Linked DNA regions of Ovis aries: region 1 is linked to region 2. Evidence: chromatin contacts called from public Hi-C data. All regions are on one chromosome and are shown on one strand. The core of a region is the stretch at or near the end of the contact, and the rest is flanking DNA. Distances in the headings are between cores, read along the strand shown. Region 1 overlaps LOC106991099 (a long non-coding RNA gene). Region 2 overlaps LOC106991099 (a long non-coding RNA gene).

What was found. Hi-C and Micro-C count contacts between places; a contact is called where the count stands out from the background.
Region 1: a Hi-C map of liver shows a contact between it and region 2, with 4 times the contacts expected there. The contact joins two enhancer-like sites. A contact is called at or near these places in 4 of 16 Hi-C or Micro-C datasets (liver, mesenteric adipose tissue, skin fibroblasts and 1 more).

The regions. Positions count from the first base shown.
Region 1 is chr4:96,467,598-96,472,111 of ARS-UI_Ramb_v3.0, reverse strand. All of the region lies in intron 2 of LOC106991099 (a long non-coding RNA gene), which reads left to right. Among named protein-coding and RNA genes, the nearest start is that of MKLN1, 42 kb to the left of the region's middle. Within about 2 kb of position 2,086, at least 8 of the 54 cell types and tissues checked have an H3K27ac peak or open chromatin away from gene starts, as enhancers often do. A contact at or near this core is called in liver, where this site is marked.
Region 2 is chr4:96,293,749-96,298,841 of ARS-UI_Ramb_v3.0, reverse strand. It overlaps LOC106991099 (a long non-coding RNA gene), which reads left to right. Exons shown (of 12, transcript XR_009600443.1): 10 at 2,057-2,136; 11 at 3,103-5,093. Among named protein-coding and RNA genes, the nearest start is that of MIR29A, 5.2 kb to the right of the region's middle. Within about 2 kb of position 1,546, at least 12 of the 54 cell types and tissues checked have an H3K27ac peak or open chromatin away from gene starts, as enhancers often do. A contact at or near this core is called in liver, where this site is marked.

The DNA.
Region 1 (4,514 bases), core at 837-3,336, 170 kb before region 2:
TTTTATAGTGAATAGTCAATGGAAGCAGAGTGGGTAAATAAAGTTGCTAGGGTGAAATAAATTGCATAGAAGATATGGACAGAGATTAATTAAAATTTTGTTTGCAGCAAAAATAAAACAGAAGAAACTCTTGACAGTAGCTTCTCAGAGACTTATAGAAAGTAATGTTGGAGACATAAGCATAAATGTTCCAGTGACTTAGCTTCTCGGATATTTTGTTTACTTCCTGGTATTTTGTTTAGACCTGGTATGCTTGTGAGTAGTGTCTAAGATGTTCTTTGGAGGGATGCCATAATTATCAATACCTTATATATGTATAGAAGAAAACCTGGAGTACAGAGTGAACCTAACTTGTTTTCACAGAAAATTTGGTGCAGAAACTGTCATTCTCGACGGCCAGCACTAGGAGGCCACAGAGACCGTGATTCTGAAGGACTCAGGTTATGTATGCTTCATTCCTGTTGGAGCTGAAAGAGAGACCTAGCGTAAAAAGCCCAGTGGAGGATTAGATAAACAAGATAGTCATCCTAGTTTTCATCAGGCAGGAATAAATGAGTTGAAAGTATGCAACGCTACTTCTTTATATGCTTGTGACATTGTAAATAAAATAAGCAAAGTGTATATTCTTACAAATGAACTTTTTAAAATTGTACTTCTGGTTTTTAGTTTGGATCCAGCCCCTGCCCACCTTTGTCTTGGAGGATTTCAGTAGCTTCCTAATTGACCATAACCTTTTTTCCCCTTTTCTTCCAGTCCATTCTATTTATGGAAAACTAGAGTTTTTATCAGAAATAGTTTCAATCACATGTGTCCTCTGACTAGAAACCTTCGGTAGTTTCAAATAGTGTTTCAAATCCAAGTCTGTCTGTTCATTCACTCATTCAACAGATGTGTCTTGAGTGCCTTTATACAGTAGTACAGACACTCGGGGGTTCTGCTCTCATGGGCTTTGTATTTGCTGTGCATTTTTTCAGGATTCTCCATAGTGGCTCTCTTACAGCTAAAGAGACACACCTAATCACCCCTAAAGTTTTACGCTTGTGCCTTTAAACATTATCACCCTCTCCATCATTTCATAATTCTCTTCTTTCAGAGCTGCCTCTGGTATTTCAAATTCTAATCTCTGTTATTCTGTAGTCTCCCAACCTTTGTGGCACTTCATTCACACTATATTAATTTCACTTATTTTTAGCTTTTCTCTACTAAAATAAAAAAATTTCAATACATGTGTGCTGTTGGTTAGGGATAAGGTGGTCTTTTATTTCTTTGCATTTCCGGTTTAATGCTAAATACAGTATTCTCAAAAGGGAAATATTAACCTTAATGACTATAGCACATTCTACTGGCAGCTTCCCCCCTGACCTTTCACCAGGCCTTTTCCAACAGAATCCCAGTTTTCTTTTCTAACAGAACATTCTTGTCTGCATATGCTTTGGGAGGAGGTAGGCTGAGACCCCAGCCTCCAGCCTCATGAAGCTTCCATCCTTGCCAGTTGATTAGTTTGAGCCAGGAGCATGTGACCCAGTTCTGGCCCCTGAGACAGAAGTGGGGCAGTGTCTAGAGAAAGGTTTTCTTTCCTGAGGAAAAAGGGTTGCAAGGCAGTGCTGCCTCCTGTGGGTGGAGCGCGAAAGAAGCTAGTCCAAGCACCAGTCGCCACACCAAGGATGGTAGAGGAGAAAAAAGCTCGTGGGACTTGTGCCCTGGTTAGCAAGACTGAGGCACCCATTTTGGGGATTTCTTCCGTGAGGATAATGAAGCTTGGCTGTCTAGGGATTTTCCCTTACTTGCAGACAGGCTAACTCTTCCCCCTCCAGTCTCAGTTTAGATTCTCCAATGTCTCAGAGCTCCTCTTACATCTCCTGTCAAGAACTTGGTGTATCACGTGGTGATGGAGCATTGTTGGTACCATGGTTGACCACGTACTCCGAACTTACTCTTATTCATGGTTATGTCCTTAGGAACTAGCCTGGTGACTGATAAGTTTTTAATATCTATATTTGTTCATGTTATCTTGAAAGTAGACATGGGGTTTCTGAGGCCAGGACAGATTATTACTGACGTCAGTAACCTTAGACAAGAGACTCTGAGTCTGTAACTCTGGAATGTCTCCATGACCCCAGTTTCATCATCCTTCTGAAATGTAAACACATACGTCAGGGGAAACCAATCTTTTACTATCTCTTCAGTCTTTTTTTTTTTTTTTAAGTTTTAAGCCTTGTCCTTTAACCCAGGTCTCAGTAAATTTTCCCAGAAAGCTCTAACTGTACAGAAGTACAAAAATACTCCCTTCCTGACAGTGATAGAGTAAGTGCTCAATAAACTTATTTGTCAAACATTGAATAATTTAAAAGAATAAATTCAACTCAGTGATCTCAACTGTAGTGGGGACTGGGGGCTTTAGTGGTGGGATGTTGGAAAAGGTAGGAATCATCTGGGGGAAGTTTTTCTCAACAATATACTTGCCACCCCCAGTTTCTGACCTGTTCCTGTGACTGTCATATTCCTTAATAACATTTGATTTTTTGTGGTCAAAAGGTGAGATCCCGGACACAACCTGCCCTCTGTGAAGCCTTCCTGCTAAAGTCGGTAAATGGAACCGTTTGTCTTGACACCTGATCCAAGGCTGCTGTGTCAGTGTTTGTTCCAAATGATTCTTCTTATTTTGTATGTTTTTACATTCATTTGGTGGGACTTCTTAAAGGGTGTTTCTTATTTTTTTAATTGATAGCTTGCCCTTTTTTTCAGAGAGAGTTTCAGAGTTGAGGCAACTCTGCAGCAAACATACAGAAAGTAAAAGCATATAAACAAAATCAGAACTAAGAAAAAGGTTAGAAACATATTGCTTGATTCAAACTCAGATTTGGTTCTTTCTTTTGAGGTATAGTCGACAGATACTAATTTCAGGTGTACAACGTAATGATTCAATATTTGTATATATTGGGAAGTGATCACATGATTAGATAATATCTGTCAACATATATATATTTACAGTTTTTTTTCTTGTGATGAGAACTTTTAAGATCAACTCTCTTAGCAATTTTCAGATATGCAATGCAGTATTGTTAGCGATGGTTGTCTGCTATACACTCCATCCCCAGGGCTTTCATAACTGGAAAGTTTGCACCTTTTGGCTTTCTTTACTCGTTTTGCCCACCCATCCACCCCCACCCCACCCCCCCACCTCTGGCAGCCACCAATCTGTTCTCTGTACTGTGAGCTTGGTGTTTGCTGTTGCCTTTTTTTTAGATTCCACATATAAGTGCAGTCACACAGTATTTGTTTCACTCTGTCTCACTTCACTTGTTTCACTGGTCACAGTGCCCTCGAGGTCCATCCATGTTGTCAAAAATGGCAAAATTTCATTCTTTTTTATGACTAAATAAAATTACACTGTGTATATGCTACATTTTCTCTATTTATTTGTGATTATATACTTAGTTTGTTTTCATGTCTTGGCTGTTATAAATAATACTGCAGTGAACACAGGAATGTTCACTTTCCAAGTTGGCATTTTCATTTTTCTTTCAGGTAAGTACCCAGGGGTTATGTTTCATTGCTGCCTGCTGAAAAATGGCAGATATCAGCAGTTATGTTCCTGGTTCTCAACATTCTGAGTCACAGGCCCCTTTGATGAAATTTGTGGCTTCTTTTCTGAGAAGAGTGAACACACACACAAACTCAATTTTGATATAATTTCAGGCCCATCCTCCCCCCATGGAATCTTTTGTTATTAGAGAAGATGAACTATACCCATTTCTTAAAAAGGAAGAAAATATTCTTAGTATTTACTAGGTTCTAAAAAATTTGTTTCTGTAATATATTTCAAACATACAGAAAAATTGAAAGTAAAAATAAATTATCAAATACTATACATTTTAAAATATTTGTTTAAATATTATCAGTTTTAAAATATTTTTTTTTAAGTAATAAAATATCACAGGGAAAATAGAAACTTCCTGTTTAGCATTTTTGGCCCCGTTCTCCTTTCTTCCTCCTTACTAGTTTGAAACCTCTGTCTTGAATTTAGTGTTTACTACTCCACACAAGAGTATTTTATGCTGTTACTGCCTTTGTATACAACTGTATACATACATATTCATACATACATATGTATGGGGTTTCCCAGGTGGCTCAATGGGTAAAGAATCCGCTTGTAATGCAGGAGACTCAGATGTGGGTTCAATCCTTGTGTTGGGACGATGCCCTAGAGGAAGGCATAGCAACCTACTCTAGTATTCTTGCCTAGAGAATCCCTCGGGCGGAGGACAGTCAGTAGGGTCACAAAGAGTGAGACACGACTGAAGTGACTGAGCATGCATGCATACATTGAATATATAAATATGTACACACACACATATATGTATATAGTATTACTTACATGATTTCAAACATTTTTTTCTTAGTTGTGCTGAAAAACACATGAGATCTTCCGTCTTAAAATTTTAAGTGTGTGGTACGTTATTATTAACTCTACACACAGTGCTGGGCAGCAGAGCTCTAGAACTTCTTCATCT
Region 2 (5,093 bases), core at 297-2,796:
AGACAAGGAACAGATACTGGTAGACTGATTCTGGGCAGGGACTGACCAGGACCAGCTTCTAACACCTTCAAGGTTCAAGAGAACGACCTAAGACCACGGGGCCTCTGTGGCAGAGGGCTGTCAGTGGAAAGTGTAGGCTGACCTGACCCCCTCCCCCCATTCTAGGAAAGCAGCAGGAATCCCAAGAGTGAAGTAAGCTGTGCCCTTGGTGATGGGCTGGGGACCAGCCTCAGCCTTGTGCTTAGATGAGAGCAGCTGGTAGGAGGCACCATCCTCCTGCGCTATGAGAGGCAGAGGGTGGAGATGTCAGTGGAAAATGCCTCTGGCACACTTACATTCTCATGGTTGAAAACCTTGGTACCAACTTATATGGTCTTCTTGACTAAATTCTTTTCGTGCTCTGGTGTCCCCACCCACAGATGATGCCCACACGTCTAAGTCTTATGAGGCTGCAGGCACTGGGCACAGAGTGCTCCCAAGGTCCTCAGAGGAGTGACCTCCAGGGTGGGAGAAGCATCTTCAGAATGAGGCTTTATCTCCAGCTCTTGCAGGAAGAGGTTGGCTGAAGCACTTCCCAGCACCTAAAATGAACTACTCGAAACACTTCTCCCAGATACTGGAAAGCCCCCAGTTAACAGTCTGCATATCTCCGTTAACCATCACAAAGGGAAAGAGCTCCTCTCTGACTTGGGTCCTGTCCTCGTGTTTATGAGCAGGCAATTTCGGAAGCCGCTATCACACATGGTATTTAACTGTCCCAGAAACGTGTGTGACTCCGTGGTGGCCAGAATTTGGTGTTCACCCTGATAAATCTTCCCACGTGTTCTCCATTTCCATGACTTCTTTTTAGATTGGCTTTTCTGTTGTAAGCACAACAGAAAATATCTCTATATTTCACTTAAAATATCTATAATTCATCTATATCTCTATACCTATTGCTTTCTCTCAACTGTTTCTCTTACTGGTCAAGATCCTTTTGGATTCAACCCCGACTCTGAAGGATCTTCCTGACATAGTGTGTCCCTGTTCTGAGGGCACCATGAGGCACCTGAGCACAGTCCCTCCCCCTCAGAAGCACTGGGCCGAAAGGTTGCTCCCAGGAACCAGGTTCTGACCCATCCTCTGATGAGCCAGCTGCTCTCTGCCTCCACTGTGTTGACATTCCTCCTCTAAGGGGTTGTAGCCATTAACTTAAGACATGTCATGAGGCGGTCACTTGCCAAGACAGACTTTCTGGCATGGCCTGCTGAGTCACTCAGCCTCCCACTGGCTGAAACGTGAAGGCTTGAGAGCCGGGTCCTCCCTAGGTGAACTCTCCTGGAAGCTGCTCTGAAGCCCCCTGGGGAGTCTGGCAGGTCCCACGTGCAGACTCAAGCCTTACCTCAAACCACCAGATTTTAGGAACCTGGGCTCCCACTCCTCCTGTGATGTGGTGGAAGGAGCATTCCACCCCTCAAGTTAGACCCCAAAGGGCACAGTGTCCCTGGAACCTGTTCTGGGTTGTCTGCCTGCTTCCCAAGCAGGGAAGAGGTCAAATGTGCAGACCCGTGCTGCCCTCTGCTGGCCCTCTGGAGTCTGTGCCGCTGCAGCCCACAGTGGCAGAAATCAGTTCTGAAAACGTTAACAGAAGCTCTTGCTGGGAGAATCCCATGGACAGAGAAGCCTAGTAGGTTACAGTCCACGGAGTCGCAAGGAGTCGGACACGACTGAGCGACTTCACCTCAACTCACCTCACCTCACCTGTGCAGGCTGCTTGCTTGTCCTTCTTCGTGATTAGAGGTAGAGGGTCACTACAGTGTTTTATTTCATAAGACATCTACCTGAACACACCTTGATGGGCGGCGAAATGCACAGCCCTGCGTCTGCGGACAGTCTCCTTAGCATCGGCCACACCAACTCCACACACAGAGAGGTGGTGTGTGCCACTGGGGTGGACAGAACCCTCTCAAACTGCATGTCTTAATTAAGCAGGATGCAGAAGGTGCTCCTTACTCCCCGTCTTCCTCTGTGGCTCTGGGATGTTCCCTAAGGGCTCATAGTGTCATTTAAATTCTAGGTGCTGCTGTTCTGAACAAACGCTCCCTGAGGATTTCCGTGCCTGGAACTTCTCCTCAACAGACTGCTGTGACACCTAATGTAAGTAGAGGCTCTTGCTCCTAAATCAGTCTCAAGGGAGCTTTGTACTATTTTGTTCCTGGAGGATCCCCCCCAGTAAAGTTTTTTAAATGGTCATCAGTGTTCCTTCTCTGTTTCTTTTCTCTGAAACACTCAACTTCCGATTTACTATCAGAAAAAGACTATGACATGAACGCCTGCTTAGAAGCAAGGATATGGGATCCCATATTCGGGTCTCAGAATGGGAAGAGGAGAAGGCAGAAAATATTGAAGCTGCTCACCCCAGGCAGTTCAATTGGAGATGCCATTCGTAGGTCCAAGGGCATCTTTTCAGGGTTTAGTACTCACCAGACTCCTGTGCAGAGTGACTGAGGAAATGTGCCCCATACAGCTCAGGGGTGAGCCCCCATGCTGTGGGGGCCCTTCTGTTTGGCAGCCGGGGCTGATCTCATAGCCATGTCTCTGCTTATAACATGCGGAAGGAAAACCTGTCCCTTGTTTATCATCGTCACCATCCCTTACTGAATGTGTACACGTGCCATTTCTAGTTCTGCTTGCTTCTCCTCGGGCTGCACCCTCACATCGGCCTTCCGTGGTGTGGGTCCTCATAGTACACAGGTGTGATTTCCCAGATGGGGAGACCAAGGCATGGAGAGTCAAGTAACTTCCCCCAGGTTGTGCAGGGAGTGAGTTTCGGCTCCACAAGGCTGCGCTGCACCAGCCCACCAAATGCCCCACAGAAACAGGCAGCTTTGGAGGATGAGCAGTGGGGCTGATCTGGAGACAAGTGTTTCAGCGCTGCCATAACCCCCTGTGGGAAGGGGCTGCTGGACTTAAAAAAGCCTGGAGCTTCCTTAAGATTAGTGGGAGAACAAAGCTTTAGAGAAGACCTAACAAGTTTAAGGTCACACTGCAAGTCAGAGTGTAGCTGAGGGCCCTGGGCCAACCTACCAATTTCTGAGTATTCGCCTTCCTCTTTGTCGTCAGGTGCCACTTCTGGTAATAGGGCCAAGGCTGGTTCCAGTGATGTGTGTATGTGCCTACTGGTGAGGACCTGCAGCACAGAGCCAGTTTGTGTTCAGAGACCCACACGGCCATGTGAAGATTGGCTGCTACAGTATCCGAGCAGCAAAGAAGGATGACTAAGAGCCTGGGCCTGGAATCAAGCAAGGGAGTCTGATCCCTCGTCTTGTCAGTCCTAAGCTTTTTGACCAGAGCGAGTCCTGCACCCTCACTAAATCTCTGTTCTTGTACCTGGAAACTGGAAATAATTCCACAGCCTTGTAGGCGGATGAACATGCGAAAATGCGTAGAAAGCATGTAGCACCGTGTTTGGCCCAGAGTAAGTCTTCCAAAAGTGGAAGCTATTATCCAGAGAACCTTTCCATCCACTTTTCAGTTCATGTTGGCCTTCCCCCTACAAAGGCACTACAGTGTCCCAACCCATCTAAGAAAACAACGTTTGAGTGCAGTGCTTTAAAAATTACAGATGTTTCCTCATACTGAAATCCTGATGCCTTTAAGAACCACTGCAGGACCGGAATCTGTAACTCCATTCTCTAGATCGGCATAAGAAGGCCCAGCAAAATTAAATGATGGCCCAAGATCCCACAGCTAGTCGATAGCACAGCCCAGCGCCAGATTCTGTGACTCTTATTCATCCATTTCCTGTAAGAAAATACTCATTAAAGGCACGTAAGTCAATAGAAAACCACCTCCCACCGTAGGATCCAGCACCTTCCAACCGATAAAAGAGTTGTAACTTTAGTCCTAAATATTCAGGCCAGGACTCTCATATGCTGACGTCTGTTAACATTTTGAAGCTACCTTCTCAAAGAAGTGTCATAGTCAGATACCATCTCCTTGTGAAATCCTCAGGCCCCAAGGGACATTATCTTAATCTGGTTAGCTCGTGCAAGAACCAACTAGCATTTCACTTCGAGGAAGACAACATGTTTCCGCTGTTCTGCTTTTGCCACACAGGAGTTACCGGTGTGGCTCCCCGGTTCACATTTCTGGCTCTAACTTTCCTATCAGATCTGGAAGAAAAAATACAGAGAAGGGCAACCTGTTCAAAAACAGTATGAAGGTAAAGAATCGCAGGTGGGATTTTGAAACAGAAACACATCCTTGTGGCCCCTGGGCTGAGAGACACTAAGGAAGGATTTTGTTCTTGAAAGGTGGTTACTTGGCTCCTAGAGATGGAGAGTTTAACAGTGTTAAGTGTGTATCCTGTGTGGAAGAAAGATTTGTTAAAAAAAAAAATAACATTCTTTTCAAATGATGCAATACCTTGGCACTGTCAAGGGGTCAAATAGAAACACCCTGAGTTACAGAAACTCAGCCCTGCCCTCTCCTGGCCTGGAAATACAGAACAATCAGATGGATTGTTGGAGGTGGGAGGATGGGGAGGAGTGGAAACATGTTGATGTTTACTGAGCAAAGTCTTTCTCTGCAGTTGACTGTCACTGAAACACTCATCAAAGTAAGCAGATACCACGCGCTGTCGTCTTGTTTTCCTGGAAAGAGAATGAACAAGTGCCTGTTAACTTATCAACTTTGTTTTTCGCTTACTAGTAAACAATGCGATTTTTTTCCCCTCTGTGTTAATTCAATAGCCAGCCTGCCTACAGACCTCTTTGAAGAAAACCAACCTCTTGCTTTAGAAGATTACTCACTCAAGATCTCTAGTTCACTGTATTTTGGCTTAAGTCATTTTACAGTCACCAACTAAGTACCTCGGTTTGCTGCTTATTACAAAATTCAGAGAAGTATACTACATGACTGATCCCTGTGCCGATTACTCTGTGTCTGCTAGGAATGCCTCCTCACGTGGAGGGATATACATGGGAAAGGATATATCCACCTTCGTTCTTCTGCTGAATTTTTTGAAAAATATACTTAAAGGATAACACAAAACTTACCTTATCTCTTTGTTTCTGCTAAGGGAACAGAAAAGTATGATTTGTAATACAGTA